Linked DNA regions of Mus musculus: all the other regions are linked to region 3. A link is a contact called in public ChIA-PET data. All regions are on one chromosome and are shown on one strand. Each heading gives the region's core, a stretch centred on a gene start, on an enhancer-like site or on the middle of the called end of the contact. The rest is flanking DNA. Distances are from core to core; before and after follow the strand shown. Region 1 holds the start of Unc13d (unc-13 homolog D). Region 2 holds the start of Trim65 (tripartite motif-containing 65). Region 3 holds the start of Jpt1 (Jupiter microtubule associated homolog 1). Region 4 holds the start of Srp68 (signal recognition particle 68). Region 5 holds the start of Exoc7 (exocyst complex component 7).

The links. ChIA-PET counts read pairs in DNA pulled down with a chosen protein or histone mark.
Region 1: an RNA polymerase II ChIA-PET map of memory CD8 T cells shows a contact between it and region 3, with 22 read pairs. The contact joins the promoter of Unc13d here to the promoter of Jpt1 in region 3. A contact is called at or near these places in 1 of 39 promoter capture datasets (pre-B cells), 3 of 115 datasets of contacts at active chromatin or transcription factors (bone marrow-derived macrophages, memory CD8 T cells and pancreatic cancer cells) and 2 of 9 other capture datasets (liver and pancreatic islet).
Region 2: a contact with region 3 is called in an RNA polymerase II ChIA-PET map of memory CD8 T cells, with 16 read pairs. The contact joins the promoter of Trim65 here to the promoter of Jpt1 in region 3. A contact is called at or near these places in 2 of 39 promoter capture datasets (liver and pre-B cells), 2 of 115 datasets of contacts at active chromatin or transcription factors (memory CD8 T cells and pancreatic cancer cells) and 2 of 9 other capture datasets (embryonic stem cells and liver).
Region 4: an RNA polymerase II ChIA-PET map of memory CD8 T cells shows a contact between it and region 3, with 9 read pairs. The contact joins the promoter of Srp68 here to the promoter of Jpt1 in region 3. A contact is called at or near these places in 2 of 115 datasets of contacts at active chromatin or transcription factors (bone marrow-derived macrophages and memory CD8 T cells).
Region 5: a contact with region 3 is called in an RNA polymerase II ChIA-PET map of memory CD8 T cells, with 11 read pairs. The contact joins the promoter of Exoc7 here to the promoter of Jpt1 in region 3. A contact is called at or near these places in 1 of 39 promoter capture datasets (liver) and 1 of 115 datasets of contacts at active chromatin or transcription factors (memory CD8 T cells).

What each region holds. Positions count from the first base shown.
Region 1 is chr11:116,076,517-116,079,216 of GRCm38.p6, forward strand. Unc13d (unc-13 homolog D) reads right to left here and starts at 1,445. Exons shown (of 33, transcript NM_001009573.2): 1 at 1,429-1,445; 2 at 932-1,145; 3 at 236-271; 4 at 1-33. The coding sequence starts at 1,045. It overlaps Wbp2 (WW domain binding protein 2), which reads right to left. Exons shown (of 8, transcript NM_016852.3): 8 at 2,055-2,700.
Region 2 is chr11:116,129,767-116,132,466 of GRCm38.p6, forward strand. Trim65 (tripartite motif-containing 65) reads right to left here and starts at 1,362. Exons shown (of 6, transcript NM_178802.4): 1 at 820-1,362. The coding sequence starts at 1,239. It overlaps Mrpl38 (mitochondrial ribosomal protein L38), which reads right to left. Exons shown (of 9, transcript NM_024177.3): 8 at 2,654-2,700; 9 at 2,051-2,364. The coding sequence ends at 2,228.
Region 3 is chr11:115,513,065-115,515,764 of GRCm38.p6, forward strand. Jpt1 (Jupiter microtubule associated homolog 1) reads right to left here and starts at 1,329. Exons shown (of 5, transcript NM_008258.2): 1 at 1,156-1,329. The coding sequence starts at 1,211.
Region 4 is chr11:116,272,741-116,275,508 of GRCm38.p6, forward strand. Srp68 (signal recognition particle 68) reads right to left here and starts at 1,477. Exons shown (of 16, transcript NM_146032.3): 1 at 1,186-1,477. The coding sequence starts at 1,366.
Region 5 is chr11:116,305,339-116,308,096 of GRCm38.p6, forward strand. It overlaps Exoc7 (exocyst complex component 7), which reads right to left and starts at 1,396. Exons shown (of 20, transcript NM_016857.4): 1 at 1,276-1,396; 2 at 1,050-1,115. The coding sequence starts at 1,335. It overlaps Gm26730 (a long non-coding RNA gene), which reads left to right and starts at 1,526. Exons shown (of 3, transcript XR_389166.1): 1 at 1,526-1,843; 2 at 2,334-2,758.

The DNA.
Region 1 (2,700 bases), core at 195-2,694, 560 kb after region 3:
AGTATAGAGGGCTTCCTCATACAGCAGGTCCCGCTGAGACATAGCAGGGTCCCATCATCACCCAGAAGCCCTCCCTGAGACCCACACCTCTGGCCCAGGAAAAGGGACAAAGTGGCAGATGTCCAGTGAAGGTTGAGACACAGCGTGTTCTCTACCAGGCTGCTGCATCCTCAGACTCTGGGGGCTGAGGGGCCTCCTCCATCATCCCCCACACTCTCCCAACATCTCCTCTTACCTCCTCTGGGGAGAAATGGTGGGACTGAACCTGGACCTAGGAGCAAGGTAGAAAGACACGGCGTCCCTGGAGGCCTCTCCAGCCAGCCAGGAAGGGCCATGCCTAAGACAGTGGAACCCCAGCACCTCGGCCTCTGGGCCGACCATGTCCCTCACCTGTTCCAACATAAGGCTCTCTGAAGGGCTGACCCCTGGCCCATCTTGCCCATGCCCTGGCCCGCCATGCCTGAGGTCCATGAGTGTTCAGGCCCAGCTGTGGGCTGTTTAGCACCTGCCCCCCTCTCCTTCCCCAGAGGAAACAGCAGTGCTTATCAGACGGCCACCGGCTCCTCACCCCAGCAGCGGAAGTGAGGCCTAGCAGCAGAAGTGGGTGAGTTGGGGGAGATGGCAGGCATGTCTTTGCTAGCTCAGAGGGGACCCCCAGGTAGCCCACTGTCATTGGAGATAACTGTTTCGTGGGGCTGGAACCTTCAAAGCTATAGGAACAGGGTGGGCCTGGAGTACAAGCCCACCAAAAAGAAGGGACTGGAGAAACCCACCGTGGCTCTGAGGATACTTGGTGGACCCCTCTGCCCACCCACAAGTACCCCCAGGGCCGTAGAGGGCAAGCGGGTGGGGGCCTGCCTCCCACATCCAAGCCCCACTACTACTGAGCACCCCCGGGCTGGCTCTTGCCCCTTCCTGCAGTCACTCCTACCTCCTGGGTGGCTTGGGGTGGTGGATCCTGCAGGTCTCTGACCCTGCGGCGCCTTATCTTGATGGCCTGGCGCAAGAGTGGACGCCGCTGGGGGTGGGAAAGGTGTGTCGCCATGGTGGTTGGCTCTGCCCTTCACTCTGCCACCCCCTGGCTGCGGCCGGGTGGAAACAAGGAAGCCGCAGGGTGATGCAAAGGGCCCCCGGGCTACACTCTGCTGGGGAGGGTGGAGGAAAGGAAGGGTCAGGGTGTCACTGCCTTGGTGGGGCCTTCTCCAAGCTCCCAGCAACACCCTTCAGCCTTCATCCCCGCCAGATCTTCCTCAGCCAGGAGAAAGTGGGCACAGTGGGCAGGCAAGCCCCACCCACCGTCCCACGGAGGCTCTGGGGAGAGTCCAGAGCTCCTGGCAACGGGTAAGGCCAGGCTAAGGCCGCTGCCTGCTTCAACTATGCCTGGACCGGGGAACCCACCCGCCCACCGGAGACCTGTGGTGTTCTCACCCTAAGGTTTTCTGAATGGGCCCCAGATCTGGGGCAGGGTGGGGCAGGCTCAGGGCGGTGGCTCCAGAGAGGCTAGAGGCAAGAGGCGTTCCTCAGCCAATTGCTCAGCCTGCTCCACCCCACAGGTGACATTCCAGGCAAGGGACAGAACTACTTTGTGTTAGCCAGAGATGGGGAGGAGAGGAGATGAGGCCTCGGAGCAGTCTCTGTGCGTGGGAGCATTTTGATCTGGGATCTCCCACAGCTCTCTGGCTCACTGTGAGTGGGGTGCAGGTCCGGCTTAAGGACTGCCATATTCCACCGTCTTCTTTCCTGGGTAAGGTGGCATGAAGGCACACACTGTGGTAGCCAGCCCAGCGACCCTCCCTCGTAGAAGTCCTGGCACGCCTGTGCTCAGGAGGGGAGCGGGAGGAGCAGATGGGACACAGGCCTCGTCCTGGCCCCCGCTGGCAGTGGGTGGCACAGACACCATCCCAGGCAGGTGCAGGGGCGTGGGGGCTCTGTGGGAAGGTTGAGAACCAACCACTCGCACTGAGACGGAAACCGGCCTTCTAGCCCCGCCCCCAGCAGCCCGCAGCCCCTCCTCCGGAAGACCTCACCCTGGTCACCACACAAGAGTCAGAGAACCTCCAGTCACTTCGTTTTTACTATTTCACAGTTGTAGCAAACAAATCAAGGTGCAAACAGGGTTTATTTCACATTAATATATTAACTGGACATTTTGTGTCAAATAAATAGGAATTCTCTTTAAATAACCATCTCCTCATTTTGTGTCTGGACCAGGAACGAACAAGAGCAATTCTTAGTGCATCCAGGGGGCGTGAAGCTTACAGAGGGGCAGACTGCAGGTTAGAGGTCACATAGTTGGAAGGCCTCAGTCCCAGATCAAAGGGCCTGGCGGGACAGACATGCATTCTCTATCCCTCCTGCAGAGCAGCCCCCTGTAAAGGGGAGAGGAGAGGAGGCGAATAATTCCCAGAAACAGTAGCATAGGGGCAGAGGGGCTTCCTCTGTAACACAGTGGCTTCACCTCTGATGCCAGCCACTGGAAGCGCCCAGCAAAATCCCTGGAAGCTCTCACAAAGAACAAGGTGGCCGGGTAAGTGTGACTGGACTGACAGTCTGCTGGGACAGCGGCCTTCCAGAGCCAGGAGCACACCAGGGGTAAGGAATGTGAACAGGGTTTGGCAGGGCCTGTTGGGGAGACACATGGCTGGTCTTAGGAGCCCAAGAGATGAAGAACAATGGTCACCAGGCTGAAGGGGCTGGGCA
Region 2 (2,700 bases), core at 112-2,611, 620 kb after region 3:
CTAAAACCTCTCAGCAGCCTGGGGCACCTGGAGAACTCTCCCTCCTGTAACTGCTTGTGCCCTGGCCGCCATCTCTACAGCTTTGTCAGGATGTAATCCCCTGCCCAACAAATTTCCACTCCTTCTAGGGATACCATAGCGACTTCTTTCACTTCACTGTCCGCATCTCTTCCCAGCTCTCAGTAGATGTCTGTGCCCCCACCCCTGTCTGTGTACCCCACACACTGCATATCCCAAACCAGCTACTCTCTACCCAACCTCAGCACACAGCAGCCCGGTCTCCCGAAGAAACCCTTGTCCTGCGTCTTACTCTCTCCACTGGGCACCGGGCTCCCACTCACTTCTCATTTCTTTTGTTTTGCAGCTGAGACCTCCTTCCTCTTACCCCTCATCTCTTACCCCCTCCACACCCCAGCTGGGGCTCAGACTCCAGAAAGCAGAAATCTGATGACATCATCACCCTGTCTCAGCTTGGAAAGGCACTGCACATCCCTAGAGGAAGAGTCACGACCACCATGCAGACTGGCCCTGCTGACTCTACATTCACGTTTTGCTGAGACTCTATCTGACCCTTGAGTAGATCCTTCAGTCTCTGAAGGGCAGAAATCACACTTACTGAATGCTGGCCACCTTAGCGAATGGGGCTGCCAGCCCTGACCTAACACTCTGGCTCTACTTTATTCAGAGGACCTGGGGAGAGCTGCGTGCAGCAGTCAGGTGCACGTGCCCTCTGGGTTCATATGGGAACCCGCAGATCCTGCTGCAGCCCCTGGCCCTGGCCACAAGCAGTTTCGGCCCTCGGAGAGGCCCTTCCCGCACCTCGCGCACGCGGCGCTCCACGTCCAGCAGCGCCCGCTCGTGGTGGCTGCAGTCGTGCACCGTGCACGCGCTGCACACGCAGAGGCCCTCCGTGCGACAGAAGAACTCGAGCGGCCTCCCGTGGCGCAGGCAGCGAGCGCTGTGGCTTGTGGCGGAGTCCCGGCGCGGAGTCACGGCGGGCGGCGCCGGCAGAACGGGCAGCGCCTGCAGCAAGGTGCTCATCTTCACGTTGCGGGACAGCTTGGCGCCCTCGGGGAAGGGCTGGCGACATTCCGGACACGACTTTTCGCAGGAACGCCATGAATCCTGGATGCAGTTCCCGCAGAAGCTGTGCCCGCAGGGCAGCGTCACCGGGTCCCGGTAGCGACCTAAGCAGATGGAGCAAGTCACCACGTCCTCCTCCAGCAACTGAGCGGCCATGGCGGAAGCGAGGCCCAGTGCTCAGATCTCTTAAAGGGGCCGAGGCTACCAGTGCGAGCACTACGTTGGGGAAGACAGTCCAGGAAGTCGCGGCAGTGCGCAGCCTGGTGCACTAGAACGTTCCTTGGCAGGGATCCAAGTCACCCTTGCTTGCCCGCCTTCTGACGCACTGGGAGCTGGGGCGCGGCTCCCTCCGGTCCACCCTGACTATTTGTGTTCCTTCCCTAGACTCTTTTTTGGGGGGGAGGAGTGGGTGGGAGGGTTTCGAGACAGGGTTTCTCTGTGTAGCCCTGGCTGTCCTGGAACTCACTTTGTAGACCAGGCTGGCCTCGAACTCAGAAATCCGTCTGTCTCTGCCTCCTGAGTGCTGGGATTAAAGGCCCAGGGCATGGTGTCTGTTCACAGCAGTAAAACCCTAAGACAGGCTACTGTCATCTCCTCTACAGCTGAGCAGAGCAGATGGGAGTTCCAGGGTCCCCAAAGGCAGTATGAATCAGAGATCACTCCTAATGGAGTAGGCAGAACTGATTTGTTTCTAGGCCTCTAGCCTCACAGTGGGGGCTCCAGGCCTTGGTGGGGGCTGAAATATGCTAAGGTAACAAGCAATCTGTTGCTAGGTCTGACAGGGGCAGGACTTTCTCCTCGAGGAGGTTCTGATCCCGGGGCTGTCTTTCACAAAGATCACAGGCTGGGCAAAGGTTCACTTTTCATGTGTACCCCCAGCTACCGGGCTGCTGGGCACCTTCTGCTCACCCACAGAGCACTAAAGCTTCACTAAAAGGGTCTGGGTGCCCGAAAGTGAAGACATATTGGCATCAGGAAAAAAGTATTTTATTCACATAGAATCGAGGCACATCCACAAGCCCCTGGGTGTCCTGGGAGAGGCCAGCATGGGACTGTCTCAGTTGGCTTCAGATGGCTCTCTCCGGAGGTGTGACCTTCCAGCTGCTGCGACAGTTCCCCCTCGGAGATGAATGTACTGAGTCTCTCAGTAGATTCCATAGGTGGGCTCATGACTGTCCCTGTATCGGTCCAGATAGCGTAGGGGCTGCTCGTGGGGGAAGCGCTTCTGTTTGGGGTGGTAAGGGGGTGGCCGTACAAATTCAAACACAGGTTCCCGCATGTCTGCAAGAAAAGTAAGGGGAGAGTGGTGGACTTCTGCTGACCTGGGCCTCCTTCCTTGCCTGTGAGGCTGGAGTTCTGCCAGGGACTTTTTTGGGTTTTTCGAGACAGGGTTTCTCTGTGTATCCCTGGCTGTCCTGGAACTCAGAAATCCGCCTGCCTCTGCCTCCCGAGTGCTGGGATTAAAGGCATGCGCCACCACCGCCCGGCTCACCCTGGCTTTCAAAGGCCATCTCCTGGCATGGCAGGAAAGGTCTTTATCCCCAGGCCTGCCTGACCACTAAGCCCTTACCTAGAAGCTGGTGGAAGGTGTGGGTGACAGAGTCATCCCAGCGGCAC
Region 3 (2,700 bases), core at 79-2,578:
GGTCGGGACCCCAAGGCTTGGTCACACTCAACTGTGGGTCATCATCAATGGAAAATACATGGCCAGAGAACATGGAACCAAGCCTTTGGGAAGATCAAAGAGATGCCTGAAAGCCAACTTAAGGGACTGTGTGCCACTAGCTGAGACGATGTAGATGGACTCCCTCCGCTGAACAAAATATCTTCACCAAGTTAAGTGAGGGGTAGGAAACGGGTCCCAGTCCAGTCACAGAGCTCCTCCCAAAATGCAGTGTACTGGGGACAAGCAAGATCCCAGCTTCCAGGAAGGGATACTACATACTACTGGAGAGACAATGGATGGCTCCCTAGCCCCGCCCAAGCACAGACAACCTCCTCCTCCAAGAGAAGCCTGCTCTGGGGTGAACTCATTCGGCCAAAGTCAATGGGAGAAGTAAAGAAGGCGACATGGAAGGGCAGAGGTCCGAGGACCTGAGCGCAGAAAACCCATTTGAGCAGGCTCACGGCCCCGCGCATTCGGAGGTGGGCGTGGGGAGGGGGAGGAGACCCGATCTCTCCTTTGTTAGGCGCAGGGAGGCACTTTGATAAGAGAGCTCCTGTCCAGGGCTGGAAGTGGAGGGAGGGGATGACCAGCCCCGCCCTACCAGAGGTGCACCTGCTGCGCAGACACGGACACCCCGGCGGGCCACCACGAGGAAAAGAGCCTGCAGACCAGCCGGATCAGTGCTCAGATTTGCTCGCAGCGCCCAAGGCCGGGGCCAGCACACGCCCGAGCCAGAAGCGGGAGCGCATGGCCCTCATGTGGGACAATGGGCCCAGGGCCCTGCAGGCTCCTTGGGCTCCTGGGAGACCAAGCCCACCATCCTGGACCCGACCAGTGTCGCCGCGGGTGGCTGAAAGAAGATCCTCCCGCACACTCTCACCGACTCCAACCTGCCGTACGGCAAAGGGCCGCCACCCACAGTCCCCCTCAGCTGTCGTTACCGGGGAGAAATGAATAGAAGGGACGACTGGGGCGGGGCCACAAGCCGAGGCAGTCCTGCCGCACAAAGCGGCGCCCACTCCTTACTCTGCCACCCTCCCCCGGGCGCGAGCGCGGTGCTCCCGGCCCGTTACCACCAACGCCCCGCGGTCCCCACAAGCCCTGGAGGGCTCGAGCCCTACCCTGTCGCCTTACCGGGAGCTGTTCCTGCTGTTAGGGTCCACACCCTTAAAGGTAGTGGTAGTGGTCATGGCGCCAAGGGGCGAGGTAGGCTGGCCCTGAAAACGCCAAGGGGGACTGGGACCAACAGGCGCAGACGACTCCAAAAGCTAAACCACCAGGGCTCCACGAGCTTCTACCGCCGCGGGGCTCGCCGGACTCCCATTTTATAGAGCCAATAGGGCCCACCCTCCACATGCCGCCATTGGGCAATTTAAAAAGATCTCTTCATTTCTATTGGTTAGCTACAGTGCTAATCATAGATCGGCGTCAGGACGGGCTGCGCGGGAGACGGCTCGGCCTAAGCCCCGCCCCCTTCCTGTACAGAGAAAGGCCGCTGTGGTCTCCCCTCCTCCACGCCCTCGACAATCTGGTGGTGCTCAAGTGTTCACGGTCACTTTAAAAAGTTACTTGAGGGGCTGTCGAGGTGGCTCATAAGGAAAAGCCCTTGCCACCCAGCATGACAACCCGTGTTCAATCTCCAGGACCCACAACGTGTAAGAGACCCAACTCTCTTTTTTTTTTTGTAGAACATGATTTTAATATTTTCAACTGTTAATACTCAACAAGCAGAATAATTATTTTAAGATATACTTCGTTATTATGTCTTCATTTCTGATTTTATTAATTTGGATACTGTCTCTGTCCCTTATAGTTAGTCTGGCCAGGGGTTTATCTATCTTGTTGATTTTCTCAAAGAACCAGTTCCTGGTTTTGTTGATTCTTTGTATAGTTCTTTTTGTTTCTACTTGGTTGATTTCAGCTCTGAGTTTGATTATTTCGGATACCCAACTCTTGAACCTCTGACCTCCACGCACCCACGCACTGAGACACACACACACACACACATACACACTACCTAGCTACCTAAATAGAAAGCTACCTCAGCAGGATGTGTCGGCACTTCCCTGCAATGCCTTAACTTGGGAGACTGAGGCAGGAGGATCACTTTGAGTTTCAAGCCAGTCTGGTCTAAACAGTGAGACCCTGTCAAAAAGAAATGAGGGGGAGGCAGAGAAGGAAAGCAGGAAAGAGAGAAGGGATGTCGTGTTAAGGCCATATGCTAGTACTGCAGAGGACCTAGGTTCAGTTGCCAGCACTCACAGGGCAGCTCCAAACTGTAGCTCCAGTTCCCTGACCTGGGCAGTTACATGCAGGCACACACATGTACACAACGTAAATCTTTTGCCAGGCGATGTAGCACATGCCTTTAATCCTTTAGTCCCAGCACCAACTCAGGAGTCAGAGGCAGGTGGATCTCCGAGTTCTAGGCTAGCCAGAGTTACACAGAGAAACCGTGTTGGAGAGGGAATTTTTTTTTTTTAAGGTCCGAGGTGGGGGTGCTGCACACCCCTAATCCCAGCACCCTGGAGGCAGAAGCAAGATTTCTTAGCCTCAAAAAGGGCGGGGGGCACACAGTGGTCTACACCTTTGAACCCAGCACTAAGGAGGCAGAAGAGTCTAGGACAGCCAAAGATGTTACACAGAGAACTCCCCCCCCACCCCACCCCCACCCCCCCA
Region 4 (2,768 bases), core at 227-2,726, 760 kb after region 3:
TTAACAGCACTTCCTGCTCTTCTGGAGGAATCCAGGTCGGCTCCCAGCACCCACGTGGAGGAACTAAACATCTGTAAGTCTAATTCCTGGAGATCCATATGTTCTTCAGGCCTTTGTGGGCACCAGGCACACATGTGATACACAAACATGCAGGCAAACACACACATAAAATAAGATAAAGCAACATTTAAAAGTATTTAAAATAACACGTTAAAAAAAAAAAGCCACATGCTATTAGAACCACACAAATGATATATAAGCTAATACAAACCAGAAAATGTTTCCTGAGGGTTGGGAAGACTGCTCAGCTGGTAAAGGACTTGCTGTTAGCAAGCATGAGGTCATGTTGGGATCTCCCCAGAACCCACGTAAAAAGGCCATACTGTTGTTTGCACACGTAATCCCACAGCTGGGATGGCAAGAGACAGAAAGATCCCTGGAGCCCACTGGCCATACAGTCTATTCCAAGTAGTGAGCTGCACTTTTGGAGGGAGACCCAGTCTCAAAGGTAGAGAATTAGGAAGACGTTGACCTGTGACCTGCAGACACAGCACCAGCGCTTACACCTACACCCATACCCATGCGGACTTGGACACTCAAAAAAAAAAAAAAAAAAGTAACTCCTACAGTTCTTCGAGAAGAGTCCAACAAGATAAAATGCCTTACAGACCTACTTTTGAAAAAACAAAAAACTATACACATGATATTAACAAACTAAAGTAACTACTATTCAAAACAGGTAAGCAGCAGCTTTCCTGGAGAGCACTCTCCCTCCATTTTCAAAGCATCTCGCTGTTTTATGACCCAGGGTTCGACAGCTGTCCGACAACAGCTCCACGCTGAAATGTCAAGGCTGCAGTTTCCCCTCCACAGTCCGGTGGCTCAAGGTACCGACCAGGAGCTCTGTGGGGTGGGCAGGGTGTCAACCCCGGCTCAGCCCTCCAACTGGACATCTGAGGGGCACAGAGGGAACCCTGCCTACCATCTCTATACCCCTTGCAAAAACAAGCTCCGGAAAGCCAGGACGAGAGGCAAACCATGCACACGGGAATGCCGAAAGTGAAGGGCAGGAGGCAGCGGCGCACCTCGGCTCCGCAGCCCGGTGCTGGCCCCCGCCGCCTCGCCCGCCCCCAGCCCTCCGAGCGACACGTAGTCATTGCGAGTTAGGCCACCGCTCGAGGATACTCTCCAAACTCAGGCTGTCCCCGAACTCTTTGTTTGCCTTCGATCCGGCTGAAGGGCGTTCGTTTTCTTTATTCTCGTCTCCTCCGGCACTGCGTCCGCCACCGCTCCCTCCGCCGCCGCCGCCGCTGCCGCTTCCACCACCACCACTACCACCACCCGGGATCTGCTTCTCAGCAGCCATCTTGCCCCTGAGCCGCAAAGCACGATGGAACGGAGCAGGCGAGACGACCAGCGGCGAGAGAGAGCGGCACTTTCCAGGCTGGGCCGATGGTACACTGACGGACTCCGCCGCAGACCGCGGATGTCTTGGGCCTCTGTGGTGTGTTGGTGTGCGCCTGCGCCTCCTGGGTTGAATTCGTGGCTGTTGCTGGGTCTCCGCATTTCTAAGGATTAGCCTCGCTTCAAATCTACCAAGGATAGGAGGACCCGAGAAAGATGCCCACCTCATGCATCCTTGCACCCAGAGAATGGTAGTGTACGCCTTTAATCCCAATACCGAGGAGGCTGAGGCTGGAGGATTGCCTCGAGTTGAGGTCAGTCTGGGTTGCACAGTTAGACCTTATTTAAAACACACACACACACAGACACACACACACACACACACACGAAGAGGCCTCGGTCAGAAGGCAGTGTCCCCAATAGGAGCTTGAGACCCGTGGCCTCCTCTAGATCATGTGACCATCCAAGTATGACTTTTATTAATCTTTGCGGGCGAGTACACCAGGAGTCTCAGTCTTGTGCCAATCACGGCAGGTGAAAAGAAGCTGGCCGCGTAACTCAGTCTACCCTTTTGTGTTACTAAAGGAGGTTGCAAAAAAATGTATGACTCCAACCCTTCCCCCCATCGGAGTTCAGAGATCAGCTAGTGTGGAGTACTAGTTCTCCAGCAAAAATATCAAGGAAGACTGGGCCTGGGCAGATGGCTCAGTGGTTAAGAACACTGGTTGCTCTATCAAGATGATCTGGGTTTAATTTTTAGCACGAGAATGGTGGCTCAAAACCATCTAGAATTCCAGTCCCAGGGATCCAACCCTCTTCTGGCTTCGTAGTCTACAAAACACATGTACACAGACATACGTGTAGACAGAATGTTCATATACATAAAACAAAATAAAAATAAAGGTTAAGGCTTTTGAAAACAAAAAATTAGACAAACTGCTTTCAGAAGGTGGGAGGCAAAAACTAACCTCAAAAAGTGGTCCTCCGAATTACACTCACATACTGAGCTGTGAAGCATGGGCCTGCACACACACACACCTAAACAATAAGCCATGGAGATGGCCCAGCAGGAAAAAGAACTTGCTATATAAACTTTTTAAAAAAGATTTTTATTTATTTATTATTATATCTAAGTACACTGTAGCTGTCTTCACACACAGATCTCATAACAAATGGTTGTGAGCTACCCTGTGGTTGCTGGGACTTGAACTCAGGACCTTTGGAAGAGCAGTCAGTGCTCTTAACCACTGAGCCATCTCTCCAGCCCCCACCTCTTTTTTTTTCAAAGATTATACTAAAGGTGGTTTATTGGGAAGCTGCTCTCTGACTGAGTTCACAGACCCCAAGAACTGAGGCCAAGTCAG
Region 5 (2,758 bases), core at 146-2,645, 790 kb after region 3:
CTGCCAGCTTACAACTGACTGCCTGTAACTCCAATTCCACAGGATATGACAGCCTCTTCTGACCTCTGCAGGCACTGCTCATTTGTGGGACACATACACACATGCAAACACTCATGCACATAAAATAAATTTGCTTATTTGCAAAAAGAGATAATCAGGCTGGAGAGCCAGCTCAGCAGTTAAGAACACTGGCTGCTCTTCGGAAGTCCTGAGTTCAATTCCCAGCACCACATAGCGGCTCAACCACAACCATCTATAATGAGATCTAGTGCCCTCTTCTGGCATATGGCCATACATACAACCAGAACACTATACATAATAAATTTTTTTTTTCAATCACCTCAGGATAGATTCCTTTCTACCCTTGAAAGTCAAATCTCAATTTCTGTTCTCTCTGAAGTTTTCCTAGACTGAACAGAAAGTAGCTTCCTCCAAAATAGTTGCAAATATATTACTGTTACCTCAAACAAACAGCCAACCTCTTTCCCTAAGGGCAAATCTCATTCAACAAGTATTTTATTACTGTGTAAATACAAATGCAAGCACTTTTAAAGCATCTTACTGTATACCAGACACTGGGAAGCATGCATAGACTTCCTCCACGGACACACTGGGAGGCTGACATTGTCTGCTTTACCAGGTAAATTAACCATAACTCAAGGCCTACCACCAGGAACCACATAGTAAGCTGTAGGACATTGGGTAGATCTAAGACGCATTAACTCTCTGAGATGGTTTTGCTTCCAAAGCCCCTGTGACTTCGCTGCCTCGCCTCGCTTGAATTTGACAATGACACGGGGCCAGTACCAGGCCATGTACAGGATATCACGAAATGTTTGCAGAAGGACAGACAGTAACAGGTATAGGGCAGCGGTTTCCTCGGTGATGGGGTGGAAACTGGGGTGCAGAGATACCCATCGCTGCAAGATATGCCCACTGTTTACTACCCACGCTGGAGTCCCTGGACAGGCGCAGGACACGTCCATCACACGCCCCTCCTCTGGGGCTCAGGAGCCTGGCGGCAGCCTCCCAGCTGAAAGGCTACTCACCATGTTCCTAGTGAGCTGGTCGCTCTTCTCCAGGCTGTCTCGGATAAACGACAGCGTCTCCTCCTCCTGCGAGGGGCAGAGAGGAGGACATCACCACAAGCCGATGGTGAAAGGCGACCACCAGCACCCAGCACCCAGCACCACGGCCTACGCCTAACCCTATCTCCCCTTCCACCCCGGTTCGATGCCCCTGAGCGCCTTTCCTTCACTTTCTCCCCAGCGTCACCTGCTTCAGTTTGTCCTCGATCTCCCGCCGCCGGGCGGAAGCCTCCTGCGGGGGAATCATAGCAGCGGACAGCGCTGTCCCCACTCCCCGCTGTTTTAGCTCCAAACCCTGCTCGGCTTCCGTCCCTGTCACGCCCACTTCCTCCCTCGGCCCCGCCCCCGGACGCTTTCGGGGGCGCCATGTTGGGAGTGGCAGGCGGAAGTGTGTTCCTGCCGGAGCTCGCGAGCGGGCTGCGGGTCGACGCCATCTTGAATGTGGCTGGAAGAGCCGCTCACCTGAGGCATACGTGGGTCTTTCCTCGTAGCCAGAGGCTGGTTTGCTCGCTCCTTTGAAAGACAGCCCCTTGCTGGGAGACTGAAGCAGGAGGCCATTCACGAGTTCGAAGCCAGTTTGGATCACATAGTAAATTCCAGGCTAGCCTAGGCTACAGAGTCAGACTTGGTCTCCAAACCAAAAATCAAGCAAACCAACATTATACCTGAATTTTTTTTAGATCGTTTTGGCTGCTCTGGAATAGGTTATGTAGACCAGGCTGACTTCTGCCTACCGTGGGCTGGATTAAAGAAAGGTGTGCTCTGCCAAACCCAGCTCACCCAAGAAAAAGCAGGGCGGTGGCGGAAGGCAGGAGGTGGAGGCTGGCACGGAGTGGTATATAGGGTTTACAGTTCTCTCCCTCCCATGTGTAGGACCCAGAGGGATTGAATTCGGGTGCCAGGTTTTGTGGCAAATGCCTTAACCTGCTGAGCTATTTCACCAGCTCATGATTTATTTGTGGATTTTAACATGGTGTATAGATAGATGTTTCGCCCATGGGTATGTATGTCTGTGCCGTCACTTGCATGCCAGGTGCCCTGGAAGACCAGAAGGTTATCTGATCCCTCTGGAGCTGACATTACAGTAGTGAGCTGTCTGTCATGTGGGTTCTGGGAACCCTAACCCTAACTCAGGCTTCCTGGAAGAGTAAGAAAGAGCTCTTAACTGCTGAGCCATCTTTCCAGTTAGCTAAACCCTAATTTAGGATAAAAGCGCTGACTGAGGAGACAAATTTGTTTTTGCAGATCATATCTTAACGGTTCAAGTCTGGAGACTGGATTCCACACAGAGTGGCTTACAATGGATACTTCAGAACTTGTGGGATCCCACGTGGGTTTAATAACAGAGACACAGAGACATCTGTATAGTATAAGGCTGTTTGCCTGTTTGCTGGGGCAGTCCCTCAGCTAACCCTCCAGACTCAACGCGACTTCCCTGCTACGAGTCCCTGGCGTTCTCTCTGCTCAACCTCCCTGTCCTGCTCAGTTCTGCTTCTGTCTCTCTCTCCTCCTGCCCCGACTCCAACAGTCAACTCTAGTCCTCAAAGGCCACACGCCTTACTCATCCAATCTGAGCCAATCAGCAACGGACAACGCCTAGTCTGAGCCAATCAGCAGCAGGACAACACCTAGTCTGAGCCAATCAGCAGCAGGACAACGCCCGGTCCATA